Linked DNA regions of Rattus norvegicus: region 1 is linked to region 2. Evidence: chromatin contacts called from public Hi-C data. All regions are on one chromosome and are shown on one strand. The core of a region is the stretch at or near the end of the contact, and the rest is flanking DNA. Distances in the headings are between cores, read along the strand shown.

The links. A called contact is a pair of places that touch in the nucleus more often than the background predicts.
Region 1: a contact with region 2 is called in a Hi-C map of hepatocytes, with 2.0 times the contacts expected there. The contact joins the promoter of Hip1 here to the promoter of Styxl1 in region 2. A contact is called at or near these places in 3 of 12 Hi-C or Micro-C datasets (hepatocytes, kidney and liver) and 1 of 1 datasets of contacts at active chromatin or transcription factors (oligodendrocytes).

Annotation. Positions count from the first base shown.
Region 1 is chr12:26,766,877-26,773,354 of GRCr8, reverse strand. It overlaps Hip1 (huntingtin interacting protein 1), which reads right to left and starts at 3,408. Exons shown (of 31, transcript NM_001415756.1): 1 at 3,181-3,408. The coding sequence starts at 3,300. LOC120095918 (a long non-coding RNA gene) reads right to left here and starts at 3,174. Exons shown (of 2, transcript XR_005491893.2): 1 at 1-3,174.
Region 2 is chr12:26,538,874-26,545,912 of GRCr8, reverse strand. It overlaps Styxl1 (serine/threonine/tyrosine interacting-like 1), which reads right to left and starts at 1,718. Exons shown (of 9, transcript NM_001037788.2): 1 at 1,690-1,718. Mdh2 (malate dehydrogenase 2) reads left to right here and starts at 2,072. Exons shown (of 9, transcript NM_031151.3): 1 at 2,072-2,239. The coding sequence starts at 2,174.

The sequences.
Region 1 (6,478 bases), core at 2,159-4,658, 230 kb before region 2:
TCACCGAGTGCTCGGCCCCAAAACAGAGCTGTCTGCTGTGGCATAGTGACAGCTTGCTTGGGAGAGGGCTTGCCTAGCATGCATGAAGCTCTGGGTTCCATCGCTAGTGTTGCCTAAAACCAGCCTTGGTGGGGGGCACCCCTGCAATCCCAGCACTCGGGTGGAGGCAGGAGGATCAGGGGTTCGAGACCATCTTTGTCTTCATAGCTAGTTAGAGAGCAGCAGAACTACAAGACACCCTGTCTCAAGACGAAAAGAAACGAACAGAACTCAATCATCTTCCAGGGCTGCTCAGGACTCCGAGGTAGCAAGGCAATGGTTAAAGGTTGGGACCACTTCCAACTGTGTTTACCCAACAAGTTATTTAACTTTGGTAGGCCTCAATTTCCTCTAAGCAAACTGGGGTTGGTAACCACTCCATCAGCTCTTGAGAAGATTAAAGAAAGCAAATAGGCCACGGTATTTAGTGGGCCTCCAAACGCAGTCATTAGCTACAATTATTATAAAACCCTTGCTGATTCTCTTGGTCTCTGAAGATATCAGTGGTTTTGTTGGTTCATTTTGCTTATATTTTGTAACTTTTGGGTTACTGACATTCTTTTGCAGATAGGGTCTCCCTATGTATAGGCATGGTTAGCCTGGAATCTGCTATGGAGACCACACTGGCAAGGATCCTCCTGCCTCTGCCTCCTGAGTGCTGGGATTGTCAAAGTGTCCCACCATGCCTGCCAGCTTGAGAGAATTTCAACAACTCAGTTGGATTGTGCTGCCTCATGCCAGTAATCTGAGCACTAGGGAGGCCAAGGCAGGGAGATGAAAGTTTGAGGGCCAGCCTGGTCTACATAGCTGAGTTCCAGGCTAGCCTGAGCAACACAGTAAGATCCTCACTCAAATAAAACAAAAGCAACAATAACAAAACAAACAAAAAATTAAAAAAAAAAAAACCCTCAGCACTTGGGAGGCAGAGGCAGGCAGACCATTGTGAGTCTGAGGCTAGCCTGATCTACAAAGTGAGTTCCGGGTCAGCCAGAGCTGTTATACAGAGAAACCCTATCTGTAAAAATCAAAAAGAAAAGAAAAAAAGGGGAGGGAGGAGTTTCCATAACTGAAAAACTCTGCTGTAGTATATCTCAATGCGTGTGCACACATGCACACACACACACACACACACACACACACACACACACCAAATCTGACTAATAACAAGTGTTCTACGAAGGTAAAATTAGACACTGACCTACCAGTCTTCCTGTTGAGTATTCCCTGGGTAACTAGGAAAAATGTTAGTTGTGGCTGGAAACATTTCAAATGCCTAATTTCTTTCTTTTTTTTTTTTTCTTTTCTTTTTTTTTCGGGGCTGGGGATTGAACCCAGGACCTTGTGCTTCCTAGGCAAGCGCTCTACCACTGAGCCAAATCCCCAACCCCTCAAATGCCTAATTTCTATCACTGTCTATTAATTTCAAACTTTCAAAAACACTCTTAATGTAATTTTGGGTGTGTGTGTATGGAGGGGTGTTCATGGCGCAGCTCAAAACTGAAGTCAGAGGGCAACATGGCTCCTTCCCTGGCATGAAACGCAGGTGGCCCCTTAGCCAGCTCCACTGGGCCTAAGCTCAAACTTTTGTTTTGTTTTGTCTTTGTTTTTTTGGAGCTGACGACTGAACCCAGGGCCTTGCGCTTGCTAGGCAAGCGCTCTACCACTGAGCTAAATCCCCAACCCCAAGCTCAAACTTTTATGTCTAACTTACTGCTCCAGTTTTAAGCTATCAGAGATTCTCAGACGGTTGGATGTCACAAAATAGCTCCGGCTTATTTTCCTCTTTCAGTTTAAAAATAAAAGAGGTTTGTAGCGGGGAGAAGATGAAAACTTTCTTTTTCCTTTTGGCAGCAATGCCCAAAGTTCAGAAGATCTGAGAAATTAAAAAAGTTCCAAAAACCCTTAGACATTGAGAGGTAAGTGAATGCCGGTTCTCCTCCTCCCCGGGTACAACTACCCCTTTTTTCCCCCAGACACAAGAAGTGGATCCAGGGGTCTCAGAAACAAGAGGTGGATTAAAGTCCCCTGGGGTGAAAAGGCTGTCTTCCGTGCACCGTCCATTTATAGAACTCACGGGCTCTCCTATCTCTTCCACCTTTTCTACTCACAGAACACCACAGGGGAGCTGCCTCTGGCTGAAGTCAACTCGATCTTCAAAGTAGAACTTGGAGAGCCAGAGGAGAACAAGAAATCTACGGGCCCAGCTTCCGCAGTGGGATCCGAAGGGTTGTACTCTCAGATTTTACATACAGATGAATTGGTAACTACACACCCAGCGCCTCACTACTTGACTCGGTCCGATCGATACAGCATGCATAAAAGCTTGAGATAAAAGTGGATAGTGGCTTTTTGTTGATAACCGCGGTGGAATTTTGGCCATCTGCCCTGGTCAGACCAGACAAGGCAGGCGGTCTGCTTAGTAGCTGTCAGGCATATTTTGGAGGGTGAAAGGAAAACCGCAAATCAGGATTCTATGTATCACTGGAGAGCTTAACCCGACACGCGAGGGTCTGACAGTCCAAGCGTCGCAATTCCTACACGCGTCCCCATTTCTCCAAACCCCCGGGGGTCATTTTCCAAGTTGGACCACACTTCACATTTCCTACGGTCCCTCCCATCACTCAGACCCCTTTGGCGCAGCCTCTGAGGCCAACAGCTGGGGCTGCTGAGAGCCAAGTTAGAGGCACCGTTGAACGAGATGCTGGGGAATGAAGGAAGAAGTCAATACTAAAGTAAAGCGATCAGAGCCACCCTTTACACCTCTACGTTGGTGTCCCCACACTTGCAAAAACCGAGTGACTTCCAAGTGCTTCCCCTACCCAGGAGCACCCCTTCCATCAGTCCCTTTTCGACTCCCTTTGGCCTCCCTTGTGACCTCTGATGGTGCTCGCCGAGGCTATTCTCTCAGTTGCAGGAATCTGCAGTTCCCCGGAGTACACCCCGACCCCCGTGCCAGTAGGGATGCCCAGGTCCCGGACCTCCCTGGGACCCGCCTAGTTCCGCACCCCAAAATGATTCTGATCGCAGCCACCTTGCCTAATTCCCTCCCGGGACTGCAAGACTCACTCCGTTCCAAGCCTCTCTAGCACCCTGCATCACTCCAGGTGCCCCCAGGGATGCCCCAGGGTTCTCGAATCTCACCTGAGTCCGCTCGAAGCTCTCGCGCTCCGCAGCCTCCATCCCAGCACCAACCCCGCGCCGGCTCAACACTTTGGGCAGCGGGTTGGGTACCTGCTTCATGGAGCTGGCCATCCGGTCCATGTTGTCTGGGTGAACAGAGTCAGGGGCCCTCGGCCGCCCCGGGATCCCCGCGGCGCCTCCCGCCCCTCCCTACCCGCGGGGATCCGGCGCTAACGGGGACAGATTACGTCTTCCATTGGTTGACAGCGCTGTCCATCTCCCTCAGGACCCACCCCATCTCTCCAAGAGGCTTTTCCCCACATCCCTTTTCCCACTTCGGAGGCGCTCCGCTCACTTCACCGGCTGGCCCGCCTCAGAGCGGTCGGCATGCTATGACTGGTCTGAAGGTTTGTCCGTTAACTTCTGTGGGCAGGACCTGGTGGGCTCTTGCTCCCTCCCCGAGGCTCCGCCCCATGATCGATACACCGCCTTCCAGGCCTAGAAATGCACTGTCATTGGTCTGAAGAGTTATCTGTCAACACAGCAGGGCTGGCTTCGTGAGCTGCCCTCACCATTTTTTTGCTGCTCCACCCTACATCCGTCACTCCTCCTTTGTTCCCACCCTACAGGACCAAAAGAGCACCATGATTGCTCTGAAGGCTTGTCCGTCATCTTAATGGGGCAGGGCCTGGCTGCTACAGACCAGCCCTTGAGACTCCACCCTATCTCGAAGCGCCACCTCCTGGGCCCTTCTCTGCTGCGGGTTGCTGAGCTCGAAGAGCTGCCGTCCAGCCGGCGCCACGAGTTCCCGAGGGGGACGGAAAGGCAGATCAAGGGAAGCATGGCTGCACCGCTTTCACCAGGCTTGCCGGGGAACTCCGCATCAGTGTGGTCCGGCGATGGCGGCCTTAGTGGCTCTCGAAGTCTCCTCCCCGTGCATTCCTATCTGCCAGTTCTGGAGGATCGCCGACCCGGGTCCCCAAGTACTGGACTTTGACTGCGGGTATCTCCCCAGAGCTTTCCCTTACCTTGGTAGAAACCCCAACAGATGCTCCTTGTTTATCTATAGCAGGGTCCACTCCTCCCATCCTGTTCTGGGAGCATCTACAGACTGGGACGTGTGCTCCTCAGCAAAGAAAATGTTACACGTTCTCTACTAACAGAACCAGTGGCACCGTTAAGAATTTAAAAAAATTGATGATGCTATTCATCTATCTGTTCAAGAACCCAGTACACGTCTCACTTGTACTAGGCAATGTTTTGATTAATGAATGACAGCATCAAACTCATTATATAGCCGAGTCCCTCGAATCTCCGTGGACCACGATGCTTGGCTTTTGTTAATGTGTGTGAATTATGTACCTGTGTGTATGTGTGGGACTGTGCTCACGCGGCAGTGCACCTGTGGAGGTCAGAAAGCAAACAAGATTCTGTTCCCTACCATGTGGATCCCAGAGAGCTGACGTGGGTCGTAGGCTTAGTAGCAACTTACCTGAGCGATCACACCAGTGGGACGCTTTAAAGACAGTGTTCCAAGACAGGTGGTGGCGGCCCACAGCTTTAGTCACAACACTCAGGAGGCAGAGGCAGATGGATCCCTGAGTTCAAGGCCAGCCTGGTCTATAGACTGAGTTCCGGGACAGCCAGTACTCTGTGTGTGTGTGTGTGTGTGTGTGTGTGTGTGTGTGTGTGTGTGTGTGTGTGTGTTTAACATTTCTTTATTGTGTATACAGTGTTTTGCCTGCATGTATGCCTGCACACCAGAAGAGGGCATCGGATCCCATTATAAACGCTTGTGAGCCACCATGTGGTTGCCAAGAATTGAACTCAGGACCTCTGGAAGGACAGCCAGCACTTTTTTTTTTTTTTCGGAGCTGGGGACCGAACCCAGGGCCTTGCGGTTGCTAGGCAAGCGCTCTACCACTGAGCTAAATCCCCAACCCCAGCCAGCACTCTTAACCTCCGTGTTATCTCTCCAACCCTTTACATTGTGGGTTTTTTTTTTTTTTTTTTTTTTTTTTGAGATAGGGTTTCTTTCTGGCCTTGAGCTCACTAAATACTCTAACAAGCCTTAGGGATCCCCCCCCACCTCTGCTTCTTGGATTACAAGCAAAACCCACCAGGTGGGGGCTGGAGAGATGGCTCAGCGGTTAAGAGCACTGACTGCTCTTCCCGAGTTCAAATCCCAGCAACCACATGGTGGCTCACAACCGTCTGTAATGAGATCTGATGCCCTCTTCTGGTGTGTCTGAAGACAGTTATGGTGTACTTATACATAAAATAAATAAATAAATATTAAAAAAAAAACCAAAACTTACCAGGTCTATTTGGTGGTGGTGGTGGTGGTGGTGTGCGTGTATGTATCATGCATGTTCTTGTGTGTCTGATGTGGATTCAAGGAATCAACTCAAAATCCTTGTGCTTGTAAGAGAAGTACTTTGTCAATGATCTACCACCCCGGTACCCAAGGGAATGATTTCAACGAAGAACACCAGTGGGACAGACAGTGCCTCTCACACTCTGACCTTGGTGTGGCCATTCTGAGTTCCACACTGGTCTTATGCTCTGGGCTCAGCTAAGGACAGATTTAGGCCTCCTTGTTCAGATTTTATGGCATCAATAAACACCAGCCTTTTAAACAAGGATTAAGGGATCAGCCCAGTTCTTATTAGAGTAAACCAGAGTGGGAAGGAGGAATTTGTGGTTCGGAGGCACCGAGCAGGGAAAGATTCAAGACAGCTAGTTTTCCTGTGAGATAGAACAGGTCAAAAAAGAAGGACCCAGGGCTGGGGGTGGGGATACAGTCCACTTGTCAATGTGCTTCTCTAAGCATCCAGGAAGCCCTGGATCCCATCCTCAGCACTGCCTAAACCGGGCACAGTTTGCTGGTGTGTGCCTGTCATCCCGGTACTCAGAAGACAGGGGCAGGAGGCTCAAACGTTCAGGGTCCTCCTTGGCTACATAGCAAGTTCTGGAGCAGCCTCAGCTACACGAGACCAGCCCAAAATAATAAGACAAGGGCAGTGAGATGGCTCGGCAGCTAACAGGCACCTGCCACCCAACTTGGCAATGTGAGTTCGATTCCTGGGATCCTCATGGAAACAAGAAAACTGATTCTTGCAAGTAGTCCTCTAACCGCCACATGGGTAAACACACACACACACACACACACACACACACACACACACACACACACTGCAAGTTTGGAGAGAATTCAGTTGCTGTTCAGAGTTAAGTTCCCAGTGCTGGTGTCAAACAGTTTATAACCATCATTAACTCCAACTCCAAGGGACCGGATATCCCTTTCTGGCTCCCAGGG
Region 2 (7,039 bases), core at 469-2,968:
TCCAGGGGTCCCATTGAGACCCACCCATTCATCTGGCAGGTCTCAGTTTAGATGGCTCATCTTCTGGAAGGTTCTTTTGTCTTTTTTTTTTTTTTTTTTTTTTTTTTCTGGAGCTGGGGACGGAACCCAGGGCCTTGCACTTGCTAGGCAAGCGCTCTACCACTGAGCTAAATCCCCAACCCCTTCTGGAAGGTTCTTTAACATGATCTCCATTCCAAACCCATTTTTCCCAGGTTCACACAGCACTGTATCACTTCTCCAAATGATAGTCAGATGCCCACTAGATTCCACTCCCCAAGGAAAAAAGGCAGGAAAGAACCAGGGGAGGCATATCCAATTCCAGACTGGGCTGGTAGTGCACTTTATCAATCCAGCAAAGAGGTAGAGACCACGGAAGACAGAGTCAGTCAACCACTGTGAACTCTCATGTGTTGCTATGTTTTTTATCTCTCGTGTTGTTACCACCAGCCTTGCTTTCTCTGTCACTGTCCCCAGCCAGAATGAGTCATTGAACTTACTACCATCCTGCTTCAGCCTCCAAGTACCTCAGATTATAGGACTTCTTAAGCAGAGCTGGGACACTGAACTTACATTTTTTTTTTTTTTTGGTTCTTTTTTTCTGGAGCTGGGGACCGAACCCAGGGCCTTGCGCTTCCTAGGCAAGCGCTCTACCACTGAGCTAAATCCCCAACCCCTGAACTTACATTTTATTGCTGGAGAATTTCACATTCATGTAAAGTGTTTTGGTCAAACCCAACCCATGCCCCCTCTTCCAGTTCCTTTTCTAACCCCAAATCTTCCACTTTTTTGTGTGTGTGGTTGTTATTTTGTTTTGTTTTGTTTTTTAACAGTTTTATGTTGGCCTCAAACTCACATGAATCCTCCTGAATATTTTCTATGTGTGTAGCATGCATTCGAATGTATGTAGGTGTATATGTGTGCATGTGTATATGTGTATGAATCCTTAGTTTTGCACTTTTATCATTTTAAATTCCGTTTATTTCTGTGTGTCTCCGTAGGTTTGTACACATGAGTGCCTGCGGAGGCCAGAGGCAATGGCTATCCTTGAAGCTAGAGTTACAGGGGGTTATGAGCCACATGTTAGAGTCCTAGGATCTAAACTCTGAAAGAGTGGCAAGGGCTCTTAACCACCGAGTCATCCCTCCAGCCCTGATTGTGAACTTTGGAATTTTTTTTTTTCAAATCCATGCGTTATGCGCTCACACATACCCCCGACTAGTAAGAAGGAAAAGGAGGGAAAAAGAGAAGAAAAAGCAAGAGGAAGAGCTGCAGAAACGTGCTCCCTGCACTGCTGGAAAGTTTGAGGGGTAGAGATAAGCCGAAAGCCCGAGTCACGATCTCCAAACGTTTCTTCGCACCACAGGACCGTGGTCCTGCACATCGCCTGTTGCCAAGTAACGCGAGTACTCGCTACTACGAGCAGGGGTGTGTGCAACGCCTGGAAACTCAACAAGCTTGGCTCCGTGTAACTGTGGAAAGGTCGGCTCTGACGGATACAGAGGTGGGGAGTTGCTGCCCACCCTGCCCCGGGACTCGTCTTTCCTTTGCTCCCCAGGACCCCAGCCAGTATCCCCGCGGGCAGGAAAACTGGGCCTGGCTGAGGTCAGGAGCTCCGGGGCCGCCTGACCTGCTGCGCGACTTCGGCAGGACGTCTGTCTGGAGTCCCACCTGGGTTAACGGTTCCTGTAAGGTACTTCTAACCTAGAGCCTGTCCTCTGGCGAGCGCTTCACAAGTCCTCCTAGCACCAGGTTGCTAGGGGCGGCCTCAAGACTCCGCCAAATGCCTGTGACCGTCCTAGCAGCAGACCCCGGAAGTGGGCAAAGCGTAACGGCGGGGAAGGAACGATCTGACAAAGCGAAGTCGAGACTCTCTCGCGAGATCTCGGAAGTGGGCGGAGCCCAGACCCGCATTCCTTTGGACCATAGGGAGGCGTGACGTCAGGCTTTTCCCGCGAGAACTCGAAAAGTGGGCCGGGTCTTGGTCGCGCTAGCCGAGCCTGTCTCGCGAGATTTGGTGCCGCAGAACCAAGCTTCTATCGCGAGATCAGGTGGCTCTGGACAGGACCGGCACTGCGCAGAGTGGAGGTCGTTGGAGTCACTTGTCTCCTCTCAGCTGCTGTGCCTGTAGGTCCGTGCCCCGCCCGTCCCAGCCATGCTGTCCGCTCTCGCCCGTCCTGTCGGTGCCGCTCTCCGCCGCAGCTTCAGCACTTCAGCCCAGGTACAAGGGGCTGCCTGCTCAGAAAGGAACTCCGGGGGTAGCACATGCATCCCGGGAGCTCGGGAGGTTTTTAACCCGCCAAGGCTCATGCTGGACGGCTGGGCCGCCCGGCTCTTATTCCTTCAGCATCCTGTGTAGAAAACCTGGAAGAGGGGCAAAGTCAGTCCAGGTTCTCCCCAGAGTATTCGCTCCCTGTAGATGCAGAAGACAAGGCCCTCGGTCCGGAAGCAGATTGCATTAATATGCAACTTTGCATTGCTTCGACATAACTGATTTTCTCCTCAGCCTCCATGCGAGTTATACATGAGGAGGAGAAATGACGTGTAACATTAACTTTGTAGTGCCGGCAGCCCGAGGTTCTGAGAGTAGAGAACTGAGTCAAGGTTACAGCAGTTTGACAGACTTGATTGAAATTAGCACTGTCAGTAGTCTTCTTCGCTAAGGGATTGCTTTCTTTATGTTCATTTATGTAGACCAGGCTGGCCTCGAACTCACACAGATCCGTCTCTGCCTCAGTACTGGGATTAAAGACATGCACCAAGCATTATTATTTGTGTGTGGTGTATGTGCACATGATTGTACAGAGGCTAGAGAAGGACATCAGTGTCTTGCCATCACTGTAGACCAGCGGTTCTCAACCTTGGCATCGATGACCCTTTCACAGGGGCCCCATATCAAATATTTATATTGTAATTCATAACAGTAACAAAATTAAGGTTACAAAGTAGCAATGAAAGTGATTTTTATGCTTGAGGGTCCCAACGTAAGGAACTGTATTAAAAGGTTGCAGCATTAGGAAGCTTAAGAACCACAGTTTTAGACCTTACTTCTTTTAGAGAAGGCCTTTGTCTGCCAGGCTGGGGAACTGGGCTTTGAACTCAAGTCCTTATGCACTTAACAACTGAACCACCTCCTCTACTGGAGCCTTCTTTCTCTTATGAATTATTCTTGGAGGATCATCCCTGCTTTGGGTAGACTTGGCCTAGGACAGTTACAGCTAAGCTATTTATAGTCACCTTCTTCTGGGCCGGTGCTTCTTTAACTAGTGCATGTCAGAATCAATAAAGGCATCCCAGGATCTTGTCAATAGGGCAGGGTCTGTATTTTTACATATCTCTAGCAAAGTCGATACAACCAAGGCCACACTCCAAATAATTCGAGGAAACTCTACATTTATTATTATGTCATGTCTTCCTGTTCCCCATCCAATCAATTCATTGAAAAATAAAGATAACAGGGTCTGGAGATGTACTCAGCAGTTAAAAGTGTTTGCTGATTTTGCAGAGAACGGATTTTGGTTTCCAGGACCCAAGGCAGTTGGCTCCTAACCACCTGTTACTCCAGCTCCAGAGGATCTGAAGCCACTTCTGGCTGCCATGGGCACTGCATCTAAACACACACACCAGATAATAGAACAGAAAGCCAACCTAAGCATATTGCACACTGGGTCTGTGATGCTTGTAATCCCAGCCACTCAAGAGTTCCAGGCAGGAAGATGAAGTTTGAGACCCGCCTGGGTAGTTTAGGAGGACTCTGTCTGACAGGAAAACAGTGCTGGGGACATAGTTCAGTGGTAAACACTTGCTAGGTATGTCCAAGGCCCTGGGTGCTCAGAGATGACAAGGATGAATAAGAAGTGGCCTGGGGTGGTCCACAAATGAGGTAACTGTGGTAGGTGGACATGGAGATAGACGCAGAGCGGCAGAGTAGGGTTAGCTCCGCAGAGCGTGAATGGTGTGGCTCGGTGTCGGTGTGTGTTTGTGGAGCTGAGGATCGAACTCTGGGCCGTATGCATGCTAAGTGAACGCTGTGCTGCTGCTGGGCTGTATCCCCAAGTTCAGCCTCTTTGGGTTCGTTTGCTTGTTTTCATTTTAGAAAGAATGTCACTATGCACCTTGGGCTAGCCTGGACCTGGACCTGGAGGTCTCTATGTAGACCTAGCTGGCCTCAGACTAGAGATCCACCTGACTCTGTACTTTTTGCATGCTGAGATTAAAGGGTGCATCGTATGCCAACTTCCATTTGAATTTCGATAGTAGGCAAAGCACAGAATGCTATATTTTGATTTAAAATTTTAATTGTGTGTGTGTGTGGATATAGCATATATCACGGGTGTAGGACAGGACATCTTGCAAGAGTCCTTGAGTGTGCGTGTCACAGCACAGGAGTGTGCACAGGGCAAGTTGCTGGAGTCTTTTCTCTTTTCACCATATGGGGAAGATTAGAGATTGAACTCATGGCTTTGGAAGCAAGTCATTTTACTTGCCTAGCTATCCCACAGGCACAGGCCCAGAATCAGAATGTGACATTTCAGTGAAGACCAGCAGAAAGCATAGATTACATGTAGAAGGAATTGGAGGCAGGAGGACAGTGAGTTCCGCATGTGGGGCAGGGAGGTGTGGAATAATCAAGACTGTCAAGGGAGGAATGGAGAGGACCCAGCAAGCCTTGTAAAACGTGGACATTGTCTCAAAAGTGAGGTACCATTTTGAACAGAATGGGTAATTGGTAGGTAGGGGGAGGCGGGTAAAGAGTCTCTGTGATGTGGGTGGCACTATGGGTGTGGTGGGAATCGGTGGAGCTCACCAAATTTGTTGATCAGATAAGGAAGAGTGGAGTCGTGGACAGTGCCAGGGTTTGGGCCTATATGATGGAATTTCCTGAGATGGTAAGAGTTCTGGAAGGGCTTGTAGACTAGCACTCAGTGGTAGTGTGCCTGTCTGGAGTCACCCAGCGAAGGGCTGAGGGCATGGTTAAGACTCCCCCAGTGAAGGGCTCTGGATGTGGTTGGTGGTACAGTGAAGACTTTGCAGAGAGAGCAAGTGTGGAGTATTAAACAAAATTCAGTGGCTCAGCTTGCAGTAGATTGAGAAAACAAAAAGAAAATATCAGTTGGACATCCAAGTAGCTCTTGATAAAACAGTGGAGTAAATCCAGAGGCACCTGGCATCCTGCAGCACTAAGCGTGTTTGGGCTCCGGCGATCTCAATGGTGAAGTGCAGTCGAGGGCTTCAATGTGTCCCTCCCCCACCCCTATGTGTTTTCTGTCTGTGCGTTTGAGTAGCAGAAACACAAATCTGGAACACAGACTTACATTCTAAAAAGCAGAAGTTGTGGACGAAATTTCGGTTCTATCCATCCTCAATATAGTTGATAGGCCATGGGCTGTTAATAGTGACTGGGCTCTCAGCAAAGGTCAATGGGGTTGGAAGGAAGCACCGTGATAGTGCCTTGGAGAAATCCCACTGGGTTGATGACTCAGGATAAAGGCATGTGCCCCCAATCTTGTCAACCTAAAGTATAACCTTTTCACTACTCACATAGCCTGATAGTGAAGAATAGAGCCAGCTCCTGCAAGTTATCCACTGACTATATAGAAAATCAAACATAATTTTTAAAAAATGTTTAAGATCTCAGGACCAGGTTTTGGTGTGTACAGTTGCTAATGCCTGTACAAACAAGACTACCTCAGTACACTACATAGAACCAAGTGAGAAAAGCCTCTTCCTCATCCAGCAATATTGTATGGAAGAGGTCCACCTAAGGACCCTAGAGTGGGCACTAACGCTTTTTGTTTCTTGGTAGCATTTCAGGTTTTTAGTTGTTAAGACTTACTTGTTAGATAAAAGCAACAGATTTCTTTTTAAGCTGGATGTCATGGTGCAGACCTATGAGCCCAGGCCAGTTCCTCTGAGTTCCAGGTCAGCCTGGGCTACATAGCAGGCCCTGCCTCAAAGCAACAGAACAAACAGAAGCCATGCAGATGGTTTTCTTCCATTCCCTACTTGGGATCACCTTGTACTCTCCTTGATGGGACCACCACTGTCTGCTCTGTCAGTGGTAAGGCACCAGGGGCTCCCAGAGATTTCTGGTGAAGTGAAATGATGGAGGTGTGCCTAGAGAGGGCAACTTGGAGATGCCTGAGCGGAGGGTGGGAGACAGGAGCTGGTTGGGCAGGCAGGGTAGAGTGGCCAGGTTCTTCATGCATTGATTCCATGTTAGGGTTGTTTGGAGACAGGGCCTCCCTGTCCAGTCCAGGCTGTGCTCTAACTCAGGACTCTCCTGCCTTTGCCTCCTGTTGGGATTAGGTGTGTATGGTGCCCATGTCCTTTGCTGCGTGCTTGGCAAGCACTCTATCACTGAGCCACACCCCAACCTTGGGCTTTGGTTTTTGATAACTGAAGCCCATTATTACTTATTACAGCATTAATTACTGTCCAATTGCACTTCCTGCTGTGTATCCATGTGGCCTCCACCCACAGGTCCAGCCAGCCTTGGAAACGTTCAAAAAAGGAAAAACTAGCAACTGGAGAGATGGCTCAGAGGTTAAGAGCAATTGCTGCCCTTACAGAGGACCTAAGTTCAGTTCCCAGCACCCACACTGGATGACTCACAACTGTCTGTATCTCTAGTTCCAGAGGATCTGATACCTCTTGTGGTATGGACATGCACATACATGGCATGCATTCATGCAGATACATATGTAACGTACAGGTATAAGTAGGAATATAAACGTTTTTCAAAAATACATTACTTGCATACTGAACATGTACAAACTTTTCTTGTCCTCATTCCCTAAACAATACTGTCTTGGGCTGGAGAGATGGCTCAGTGGTTAAGGGTACTGGCTGCTCTTGCAGAGGTCCTGAGTTCAATTCCCAGCAACCACCTGGTGGCTCACAACCATCTGTAATGAGATTTGATGTCCTCTTCTCTTCTGGTGTGTCTGAAGACAGTGACAGTGTACTTACATTCATAAAATGAATAAATCTTTAAAAAAAAATACTGTCTTCACAGCCC